Linked DNA regions of Macaca mulatta: region 2 is linked to region 1. Evidence: chromatin contacts called from public Hi-C data. All regions are on one chromosome and are shown on one strand. The core of a region is the stretch at or near the end of the contact, and the rest is flanking DNA. Distances in the headings are between cores, read along the strand shown. Region 1 holds the start of EMX2 (empty spiracles homeobox 2). Region 2 holds the start of RAB11FIP2 (RAB11 family interacting protein 2).

Region 1 (5,542 bases), core at 2,579-5,078:
GGCAGCAGTGGCTTGGGGCACACATAGGACAGAGGGAGGAAGCCCCTTGCTCTAAGCTGGAGCCTCAGAAATCCCCACATCTCCCACTCCACGCAGGGCTACTTAACCAAACACCCACTCCATGGGCAGCTAAGGAACAAAGGTGGTCGTATTCTGCAAGGCCTAAATCCACAAGTAAAGTGGAGCAGCAGGGCAGCTGTGCCATCTAGGAGCTCAGAGTCCAGTCCAGACCACAGTGCCCAGTGCCCTGGCACGCCTCCACTGGCCACTCTGGTTAATGAGTTACTATCCTAGTTAATTTCCCTGCACATCGGGGCTAGACCCCATGAACCTTCCCGGGCTCCTCAGGCCAAGTGCATGAATTAGCATAGATTACCCAGCTTCTGGGGTTCCGAACTGCCCGACTCACTAGAAACCCACTTCTCCTTCAAGGGGCTGGAGAGCAGCTTGGGTCTAGTAGCACTTGGAGCAGAGGGACTAGCATGCCCCGCTGCCTTCAGGAAGGGGGACACCAGACCTCAGACCCCGCTTCCCCTTTACCCATGCCTACCTGTTGGCTAGCTAGAGCCCTTGGGGTAAACCTGGCCACAGAAGGACAGTTTATAAAAGGCAGGTGGCCTGCAGAGGATGCCAACTGACTAAAGTGGGGACTGTGTAGCACTCTACCCTCTACTACAGCCAAATGTCCCTGCCTGGGGCAGAAGGCTGAGGGGTCCGTCTCCAGTCCAACACTGTCCTGGTTAAGGGAATAATGACTGCACCTTAGCATCCAGGGCTGCAAGTTTTAAAAGAGGGAAGGCACCCATCACCCTTACACATCGCAAACCATCTGGGTCTCAAACCATCTATCTCCCAGACAAACTGGATTCCCCATGCCCTCAAGGTCAATGACTTTTATGCCCCCACCCAAGATCACTAAGGGTGGAGCTTTCAGTGGCTCCAGTTTGCAACCCCTGAGTCTCAGGCTGAATTTGGAGGGTCTGGCCTGAGGGCACTGCCAGAGCCTGGCCCTCCAGTCCTCCTTCTGAAGCTTGCATGAAAGGTGCCCTCTCCTGCTTGCCAGGATTCTGGATCCATAGTCTCCCTAAGCTGGGTGTTTGTTTCCAGCCTCAAAAACCCGAGGGCGGACCTCTAGCTCCACCCTGGGCTTGCTGACTGGGCACAGCCAAAAGACCTCCCCACTCTGCCATGCCTTCAGGCTCCCTGCTGGCCTAGGAGAGGAGAGGCCTCTAACCCCACAGCCTAATTGAGAGAGAGATTTCCAAACTGCAGACAATATTTTGGGGGACAGTGGTCCAGGCCCAAGGGAGGTGCATCTTTAAATGCACCCCCACCCCAAGGGCTGGATTCAAAGCCCAGAATCTTTGGGCCTGGAAAAAGAGGAGGAGGAGAAAGCAAAGTCACCTGGAACTGACAGAGGGACAATACTGGGCCAGGACCCCAGCCCAGAGCTTCGAAGCCTAAGGGAGAAGGAGGTGTCTCCCACTGTAAGGGCAAAGCTGAGGCGCACACCTGTCTAGTGTGAAGATGTGTATGTATGTTCCCTGGGAAGGTGTGGAGTGGGGGCAACAAAGATGATCTCTGCCAGTTCCCCACGAATCTCTCTGGTGCCCTGACGACCCCGGAAAACACTGCTCCCAACTCCTCTCTTGCCTGGTTTCCCAAAAGAGGTTTTTGGGCACCTGCCCCAACACAACATTTTATCTGGAATAAAGGAGTAATTGACACAAACATAAATATACAGTAGATGAAACCAAGGGAGGAAGCAGGTAGCTTGTCCTGAAACCTGTCCCCTCAACTATGCTTCTGGTGGCAGTGCAGCCTGGCTCACGGTGGACTTCACTCTTCTCCCCCCATTCCCATTGGCTTCTCCCAGGTCTCACGGCAACCTAGTCACCAAACACAGGCATTTCTGCATTCTTAGGAGAAATGACAGGGGCCTGAGAGTAATAGTTTTAAAGGACGCTAGACTTTTTTTTTTTAATCATTAATTGTAAACGTGCAAAATACCTGCTGGTACTTCACTTTAGAAGAATGTAATGGTAAAAAGAAAAAAAGGAAAAAAGAGGCGGCTGATGAATAGATAATAGATCTTTAACCACCAATAAACAGAGAGCAGCGCCAGCAGCCTGGGGATGTGATCATAATTATGCCGCCGCGCGAGCCAATGGGGACGAGGGAATTCGGTCCTAAAATCATCCCAAAACCGAAGGCGAGCTCGAAAATGCGGACACGGCCTGGGACCGGAGAAACGATCCATAATCCCTAGTTGCACTGGGTTTGCACAGCAACCCCCCCTCCCCGGGACAACAGATGGCATAATAATAATAGAAATAATAATAATAAAATAATAGCATCCATAATAATAATAACATTGACCACAGTAACAAAAATACGTCGGAACCATAATAGTACGGTAGCACCACATCAGGCTCTCCCCTGACCTCGGACTACCGCTCCCAGATATTCCAGAAGGAATTGTTTTGGGGAAGGAGGTGAGCACCCTCCCAGACAGAAAACGCTGGAGACCGTGGGGCGAGAGCGGGAGCGAGTTGGAAGCCCACTGCTTCAGCGGGGTCGGCAGCTCCCGGTCTCAACTCGCAAACGAACGAGCCGGGTCTAGACTCGCGAACGCACCGACCCTGGGACCTCGAGGCTAAGCGTGGTTGGTGGGGTGGGAGGACCCCGCACCCCCCACTCCAGGATCCCTCCTGGCCTAGGAAATCGCTGGGAGTTTTGCTAAGGGTGGGGATTGGTATAACCGAACAGCGCCTTTAGCCCAGGAACCAGCCCCCGCCCGCTTACCCTCGCGGTGCTCCTGGGACGATCCCAGTTCCCCCGACGCAGGGCCGCGTAAGGCAGCCGCGCCGGAGCGCTAGGCGAAAGGAATCTGTTTGTCCGTCTGTCCTACCAGCTTGGGCTCAGCAGGCTCCGGATTCAGGGGGCCGCAGCGGAGGCGGCGCCGGCCAGGGACTCTGCAGGGACCGGGGTGCCCCGGAGGGAGTGGTGCTGGTGGAGGAGGAGGCGGTGGCTGAGGGGGAGTAGGTGGGGAAAGAGGAGGAGGAAGAAGAGGAGGAGGAGGAAGAAGAGGAGGAGGAGAAGAAGAAACCGGAGGAAGAGGAGGAGGCGAAGGAGGAGGAGAAGCCGCAGCGGGCGCCGCAGGAGCGAGTGAGCTGGGAGCGAGGGGCGAAGGCGCGGAGAAGTCGGGCGGCCCGGCGGGCTGCGGCAGGCTCGGCCGAGGCGGCGGCGCCGACTCCGTTCCACTCGGCCGGGATCCAGGCCTCCGGGTTCCCAGGCGCTCACCTCCCTCTGACGCACTTTAAAGAGTCTCCCCCCTTCCACCTCAGGGCGAGTAATAGCGACCAATCATCAAGCCATTTACCAGGCTTCGGAGGAAGCTGTTTATGTGATCCCCGCACTAATTAGGCTCATGAACTAACAAATCGTTTGCACAACTTGTGAAGAAGCGAACACTTCCATGGATTGTCCTTGGACTTAGGGCGCCCTGCCCGCCTTTTGCAGAGGAGAAAAAACTTTTTTTTTTGCCTCCCCCGAGAACTTTCCCCCCTTCTCCCCCCTGCCTCTAACTCCGATCCCCCCACGCCATCTCGCCAAAAAAAAAAAAAAAAAAAAAAAAAAAAAAAAAAAAAAGAAAGAAAAAAAAAAGAAAAAAAAATTACCCCAATCCACGCCTGCAAATTCTTCTGGAAGGATTTTCCCCCTTCTCTTCAGGTTGGGCGCGTTTGGTGCAAGATTCTCTGGATCCTCGGCTTTGCCTCTCCCTCTCCCTCCCCCCTCCTTTCCTTTTTCCTTTCCTTTCCTTTCTTTCTTCCCTTCCTCCCCCCACCCCCACCCCAAACAAACGAGTCCCCAATTCTAGTCCGTCCTCGCCGCGGGCAGCGGGCGGCGGAGGCAGCGTGCGGCGGTCGCCGGGAGCTGGGAGCCCAGGGCGCCCGCTCCTCGGCGCAGCATGTTCCAGCCGGCGCCCAAGCGCTGCTTCACCATCGAGTCGCTGGTGGCCAAGGACAGTCCCCTGCCCGCCTCGCGCTCCGAGGACCCCATCCGTCCCGCGGCACTCAGCTACGCTAACTCCAGCCCCATAAATCCGTTCCTCAACGGCTTCCACTCGGCCGCAGCCGCCGCCGCCGGTAGGGGCGTCTACTCCAACCCGGACTTGGTGTTCGCCGAGGCGGTCTCGCACCCGCCCAACCCCGCCGTGCCAGTGCACCCGGTGCCGCCGCCGCACGCCCTGGCCGCCCACCCCCTACCCTCTTCGCACTCGCCACACCCCCTCTTCGCCTCGCAGCAGCGGGATCCGTCCACCTTCTACCCCTGGCTCATCCACCGCTACCGATATCTGGGTCATCGCTTCCAAGGTACGTGCCACGTCGCGGAACTGCAGAGCGCCGTTCCCGCCGCATCCTTTACTGCCCCCGGCCTGCTCCGGGTGGGCGCTTGGCAAGGCCTGGGCGGAGGTTTCTCCGGCTTGCGGGCCAGCGCGCCCTGTTGGGAAACTAGGCGGCGCGGGGCCGGTGGTGGTGTGGATCCCCAGTCTCCTAAGCTACGACCGGTTTGAAGTGATAGCCTGCGGTCTGCTTGACCCTTTGGGAAGGGGTGCGAATGGAGAAGTTGTCCCCCAGTGCGCTTGTATCCGAGCAGGCTGTGCGTGCCCGGCGCCGCGGGGCCCAGAGCCTGCGGGGTCCCCAGGCTCCTGGTACCATCGGCAATGCCCCCAACCGTCCTGGCTCCGAGGGGCGCGGACAGGACTCGGCCGCCAGGCTTGCTTTCGACTGCGTTCGACCCTGTTCACCACTCACTTTGCGCCCCTTCAGTCCAGACCCACCACTTCTTGGTCTTCCACCCTCTTCTGGAGGCGAGAGGACCCTCGCGCCCCCGGCGAAAAGTATGGGATTTGTTTTTTCTTTCCTGCTTTTCGGAGGCCTGGGGAGGGGCGGGAACCCGTGCGGGAGGAAAGCTCCAGGGCTCGGCGCTCTCGCCGCGACCTGCTTAATTGGGGCGCCGAGCAGCCACAGCGGGAAGGCAGGTTCGGTCTGGTTTTTGTTTTTCTTTCTTAAAAAAAAAAAAAAAGAACCTGGTCAGAAACTGTCTTAGAGGGAAATATCTGTTCGCGTGTTTTCATTTATTGAGATTTTTGACTTGTTTTTCTCTGGGTACGGGGTGGGAGGAGGAGAGTTAAAACTTCAGAAAAAGGGATAGTTTACCGATCGGAGTCGGTGAAAAATCTACCTCCGGCGGCAGCCGATCAATACTCCAATACTCCGCGGCTTGTCCATTCATTAACCCATTGCGTTCCTGCCGGAGCCTAGAGTCGGGTAGATGTCACCCCCCTCCCCATATTTAAAAAAATCAAACCAAAGGAAGAAAAAAAAGAAAAACCTTTTACCCTTATTCCCGAACTAGATTTGCCTGCATCCTGCCTGGGCTGTCGGTTTGTTTTTCTTTGTTTGGGTTTTCGGTGAATCGATTTCCTATCCTAATGAGTGAACCCAAAACTCTGAGGCTTTGCTCGAAAAGTTTAGGG
Region 2 (5,623 bases), core at 531-3,030, 500 kb after region 1:
ACAGCATTTAGTATGGTCTAAACACAATAGCTTTGGAAAACCAATTCTGAAGTAATACAATAACTCTGATGTAATTGCAAATTCAAAGGAAAATGTTAGTGCATTCGAAGTTGAGGATGTTTGTACACACTTTTAAAACTTTTTTTTTTTTTTCTAACAGGTATAGACTCCCATCAAGGCGTACTGACCTCGAAAAATGAGCTAAAATGAAAGCTGTGTTTATAACGTTGAAATGAAATACTGAGTTCTAAATCTGGTAATTTATCTTTCGACAGCTACAAAGTGTGACACATCAACATTACATTGCCAGATTTAATTTCTGATCTTCCATTTCATTGATAATTGTAACGTTTAAAATCCATAACAATTTACATGAAGTTCTAGTTGGTCAACACTGTGATCCAGTCCTCTTATACTGAAACAATGTTAACTTACTTAAAATCCACCGCAAAATATTCAATTATTTGACAGATGTTTACCTCAAACAGAAAGAATAAGGGATCATTAATGATTCCATTTAAAAAATATTTCATCACGAGTGCTACTTTTACTTCAGATTCATGCAAATACGGTGCTTAAAACTGGATCATATTTCAGTCCAAAAACCAACGCCCGAAGTATACGGATAATTTCCAAGAACAGAAAAACCATAAATAAGACATAAACTCCCCCAAATTCAAAATAAATTACATAACTTACTCTGTTTTCCTTCTTTGTTTGTCCTCAAAGATGTCATTGAGATTGATTGCCACCTGCCCTAAAAATTTATCCAGACCCACCAGGGACCTGTGCATAACTATAAGGAAAAGAATGTATTTCTCTGGATTTCCTTGCATTAGCAATCCAGGTAGCTCGAAAGAGGCCTCCTCCTTCCAAACTGGCTCAAGGGTTTTCTCAGCTACAGAGGTGGAGTACTTTTCCTTGCCCAGCTGAATTATAGTGTATGTGTCATTGGTGCCACTTTTGCCTTTTGGCTTCAGATCTTTGGCTTGGAGCACTGTGACCTGCACGTGGGTTGGAAACCACTTTTGGGCTTGCTCGGACAGCATCATCCTGTCCTGTTTCTCTGCATCCGAGTTCACAAGCACAGGCAGTGCCCCTCCCGGAGGGAGACCCTAATTCCTTAATCACTGCATCCTAAGGGCACTTAACGGAGACAGGCAGGCTCAGGGCTCCCCGACTTCCCTATGGCTGATGTCAAAACGCTTCGCAGGGGCAGCCCAGGGGCACAGCCGCTCCGGGGGTCCCCTTTCTTCTGGAGAAACACACAGGCCCACCATCACCTGGCCGCGCCGTGCAGGCCTCTGCGCGGACCCCCGCTCCAGTCTCCACCTTCCCCAGGCCTGCGGGCACGTGAGGCCTGGCCACCGGGACCTGGGCGGAGGGCTGTGGGGGTGGAGAGAGCCCCCCTCCCCAATCCTGCACCCCTGGCCTCCCGCCTGCCTCCTTGCGGCCGCGCAGCCTCCGCTGCCTCCGCGCCTCCCGCCCGCCCGGCGTTCGTCCACGGGCCCGGCCCGGCTCCTCCTCCCGACCCCGGTAGTACGAACCGCCGGCGGCTAACGCGGCCTCGCTCCCTCTCGCAAACCTTTCCCTCCTCCTCCTCCCCCTCGCCTCAGCTCCTCCTCTCGGGCGGGGGCGGGAAGCCGGGGGTGGAGTGGAGGCGGGCGGGGGACGCGGCCGCCCCGGCGCCGACGGGACGCGGGGCGGGCCGCGGGCCGCGGGCTGCAGGGCGGCGGGCGCTGGGTTCGGCCTGGCTGGGCCGGCGGCTCCTAACCCCGGACGGGCGGCTGCGGCGGCACTTCCGGGTTGGCCTTCTCCATGTTGGTCTCGGGAACGTGAAGGGGCGGGGCCTCGAGGTCAGGGGTCAGCGCCTCCCTGGTTGCCGTGGCGACTGGAGGCACGCGACGCGGGCGCGATGGCGGGGACTCTAGGCCCGGGACTTGATGCTGCTTGGGCCTGGCCCAGTGGCGGGTCCTGGGGACGTGGCAGAGGCCGGCAGGTGAGCCCTGGGGAGGGCTGGGGACCGCTCATGAGAGGAGGTCATCAAAGATCCGGAGACGCCCCTAACTAGGGCGTCTTTGAGGGCAGGGAATCTGTTTTCGCTGTGTCCTGGATTCCCAGTGCCTGGCACGAGCAGGTCCATAAATGGTGTTGGAACGAATTAGGCCTCTTCACTGACCGAAAGCAAACTTTTCTCCAACCTCGTATCCGCCCTTCTCTTTTCGAAAAGCCCGTAAATTGACTGAAAATGATATCTCCCACCCAGACGAAGGGCGATAGGGAAGCAAATAGTTTCCAAAACTAACACGGAGTAGAGATGTAGGGAGGCACTGGGCTGGCATCAGAAGACCTGGTTCCGGCCGCGCCTCTGCCGCTATCAGTGTGTGTGACCTTGGCCGAGTCATTTCACCTCCCGGAGTCTCAGTGTTTTCACTAGTAAAAAAGCCAGTTCTACATCATGTCTAATACTCCATCACGACTCTATGGGCTTGACGTCAAAAGGACCCCCGTGGGGACTCACACTGTGGTAGACTGTGCAGATCGTGTGGAGACCACGCCCCAAACATGGGTTTCGAGTTTTAGGAGATAATACATGTGCCTTTCCTAGCACAATGCGGCGCATAAATCTCCTTTTGCCCCTCTATTTCTCAATGGGAAGAGACACTTAGGTACTAGCCCTATTGCCTTTAATTCTGTCGTGTCTTACCTTCCCAAGGAAATTCTAAGTTTTGGGACTGCCTTGTCTATCATGCAGTCCCTTCATAGTGGCTAGCATGCAGCAGACAATTTATTGAATTACTTAATGCCTTTTTTCCCTTTACAAGACTAATTTTGAGAGTGAAAAAATATGATACATGTAAATGCACGTTTTTTAACTTAAATGGCCATAAACATGTAAAGTATCGTGTTTATTATTTTCAAGCAAGGTTTAAAACTTCTCATTCAAGGCAGAATTTTTCATCCCTGGGAGACAGTGTATGAAAAGGCCATGTGTGGAAAACAGAACAAAATCATCATACTGCGAATATAGCATCTGGATCCCAGAGTGCACAGTTGTCAACTTTAAAGAAAAATATTCTTAGGGATTTTTAAGCAGTCCATTGGAACAGTCAATGGTAGAATTTCACCAGGATCTCTAGGGAGAAATAATTTGACGCCTGAAACTTACAAAAACCAAATAAGCATCATGAAATCAAATTTAATTAAGTTTAGAGTTCTTATACAATACATTTTTAAAAGTCTTCATGTCTCTATTAAAGGTTGTAATTAAATAAACAATAGAAAATGAATTATAATAGTGGATGTGTATTTCTGAGGAGCTTAAATTGTTTGGTAAGCTTTATTAATGATTATAAACTTGTTTACAAGTATCATTTCACTCATCTCTGAAATATAGCCATCTCTAGGGTAGAAGTTGGCAGCAGTAGTTCACAGCAACGCAATAACAATACTCCAGCACAATTCAGAGAATACTCTAAAGGCAAGAGCTGAACAATTGGAACTACTAACCTCTCTTTCTGTAGCACCTAAATTTCTTTTGAGTTTTCCCAACACCTGGCTAGAGCCAAAATTGTTTAGTTTTACTGGTGAAATCAGAAGTTATGACTTAATATTTTTTAAGCCAGAATAATAAAATAACATATTTTTGCCCCTGGGGAAAGCAAATAAACAAACCAAATAAGCTAAATAGAATCTGGGATTGCATTATAAAAAGGAAATGACTTCCTATAGAATGTTTTCCTTTTTTGATTATATTAAGAGAATAAAAACATGACAGTTGAGTCGAAGATATGGTTGGCTTATAGTGAAAAATAATGGCAATTACCTAAGATCTAGGATCAAAGTGCTTCTCCCAAAATGTTTATTGCTTTACAGTTTTAAAAATTTTTACTAATTCTAAGATATACATGGACAACAATTTAAAAAGGAAAGGATTGCATGTGTAAGGACAACATACCAGAATTGAAGACAGTCACTTTTTAAAAAATTGTCCTATGACTAATGATATATCCGGAAATGTTTGGTACAGTTCCAAAATCAGAGTCTTGGGAAAATAATGTATTTTAGAAGGAAAATGCTGAACATTCTAATTTTAAACTGTTACAGTGCCTACAGCAATGAGTAAGAATGCTTTGACCAGAAAGTTAAAATAGTCAATATTTATTCCCCAGGAGTAGAGGATTTCAGAGATGAAAATATTTACTACATGTTGCTCCTTTCAGTCCCATAAGAAGACTTATTCTAAACATTGGGGGAGATTTTCCCTTTGGACAAAGGCATGTCTAAAATCACGTCTTGCAAATCTGTTGCAGAACAATTATAATGCTCTCATGTTTAAATAGCCCACTGGGTCAAGCATGTTAATGCTCCCATATATATTATGTAATGGATATTAATTATTTTCCAGATGGAGATTCAGAAACATAAGGACAACAAGAAACTTTCCCAAGGTATCATTACAGTCCTCAGACTTCAGACACACACACACGCACACCCCTCAAATATATACACAACTGAAATGTATATAAAATTCATATACATGTACATATGACAAAGCCCCAGAGTTATATTGGAGGGAGATAGATAGATAGATAGATAGATAGATAGATAGATAGATAGAGATAGATCAATCTCCGCATAACCGTTTGAAAAATGAAAGAGTATTTGGCAAATTGACTTGAAATTATTACGGCAATGAACTAGCATTTGGGGATTTTTGGTAATTTTTTTTTTTTTCATTGCTGAACTGATCAGTTTCTCTTCTGGGACTGAGCAGTGTGTAGATGCAGTTTGTGATGCCCAAGAAGTAATGTGGTATGTATTGTAAAGAGCTCTAGTCTGAAGCCTGGGTCTTAATCCCAGGTCTGCCTATTACTAGATACATTTCTTTAGGGAAGTCATTTTTCTTCTTTGGGCCATCTTGTAAAATGAGACTTTTATAGCAGCCACTAAAGGATCCTCTAACATTTAAAGATTCTACATAGCATAGCCACAACGCAAAGAAGCAAATTGTATTATAATTATCTAACTGAATTTGGTCAATATACTAAAGCAGATTTCCTTTTTATGTAACATATTAATAAAGAATTATCTAATTCAGGAGAAAAAAATTATTTTTCAAGATGTCCTGAGAGCTCTGTCTCCCAAGTAGAGGTAGTTGATAATCACAGAAAGCAAGTAAATATAAGTTTTATTAATAGGTCCTGCATGAGGCAATTGACACCAACAGCTCAAGGTTTGGAAGAAATTGCATGTAGATGTGAGTGGTTTTGAGAAGCCTTGAACTTTTTAATTGTAGTAATAAACATAACTTCCATCTGATTATTTGGAGCTTTTTTGAACTGTGAAAACATGCTGAGATTGGTAAGAATTTATGGAGCAAAATACACATTTGCATATAAGAAGGTTTCGTGGGGGAACATCTTTCAATTTCCTTTTCATAGTATCATAGTATTCTGTTGTATAATTTTTATTTCTGCAACAAAATGCATATTAATGCATAGAACACAAATTGATTTACTTTAACTGGTGTATGGTATTGGGTGAGATGAAGAAGCCCCATTTGATCTTTTCTCCTTCCAAAGGACATTTATTTCCACTTTTTCAATTATCATAAACAATG

What was found. A called contact is a pair of places that touch in the nucleus more often than the background predicts.
Region 2: a Hi-C map of fetal cortex germinal zone shows a contact between it and region 1, with 4 times the contacts expected there. The contact joins the promoter of RAB11FIP2 here to the promoter of EMX2 in region 1. A contact is called at or near these places in 5 of 14 Hi-C or Micro-C datasets (fetal cortex germinal zone, fetal cortical plate, fibroblasts and 2 more).

What each region holds. Positions count from the first base shown.
Region 1 is chr9:129,638,922-129,644,463 of T2T-MMU8v2.0, forward strand. It overlaps EMX2 (empty spiracles homeobox 2), which reads left to right and starts at 3,829. Exons shown (of 3, transcript NM_001266139.1): 1 at 3,829-4,376. The coding sequence starts at 3,971. It overlaps LOC107000288 (a long non-coding RNA gene), which reads right to left and starts at 3,005. Exons shown (of 5, transcript XR_013398425.1): 1 at 2,806-3,005.
Region 2 is chr9:130,141,485-130,147,107 of T2T-MMU8v2.0, forward strand. It overlaps RAB11FIP2 (RAB11 family interacting protein 2), which reads right to left and starts at 1,781. Exons shown (of 5, transcript XM_015148284.3): 1 at 700-1,781. The coding sequence starts at 1,052. LOC100423190 (protein CASC2-like) reads left to right here and starts at 1,900. Exons shown (of 5, transcript XM_028826909.2): 1 at 1,900-1,999. The coding sequence starts at 1,944.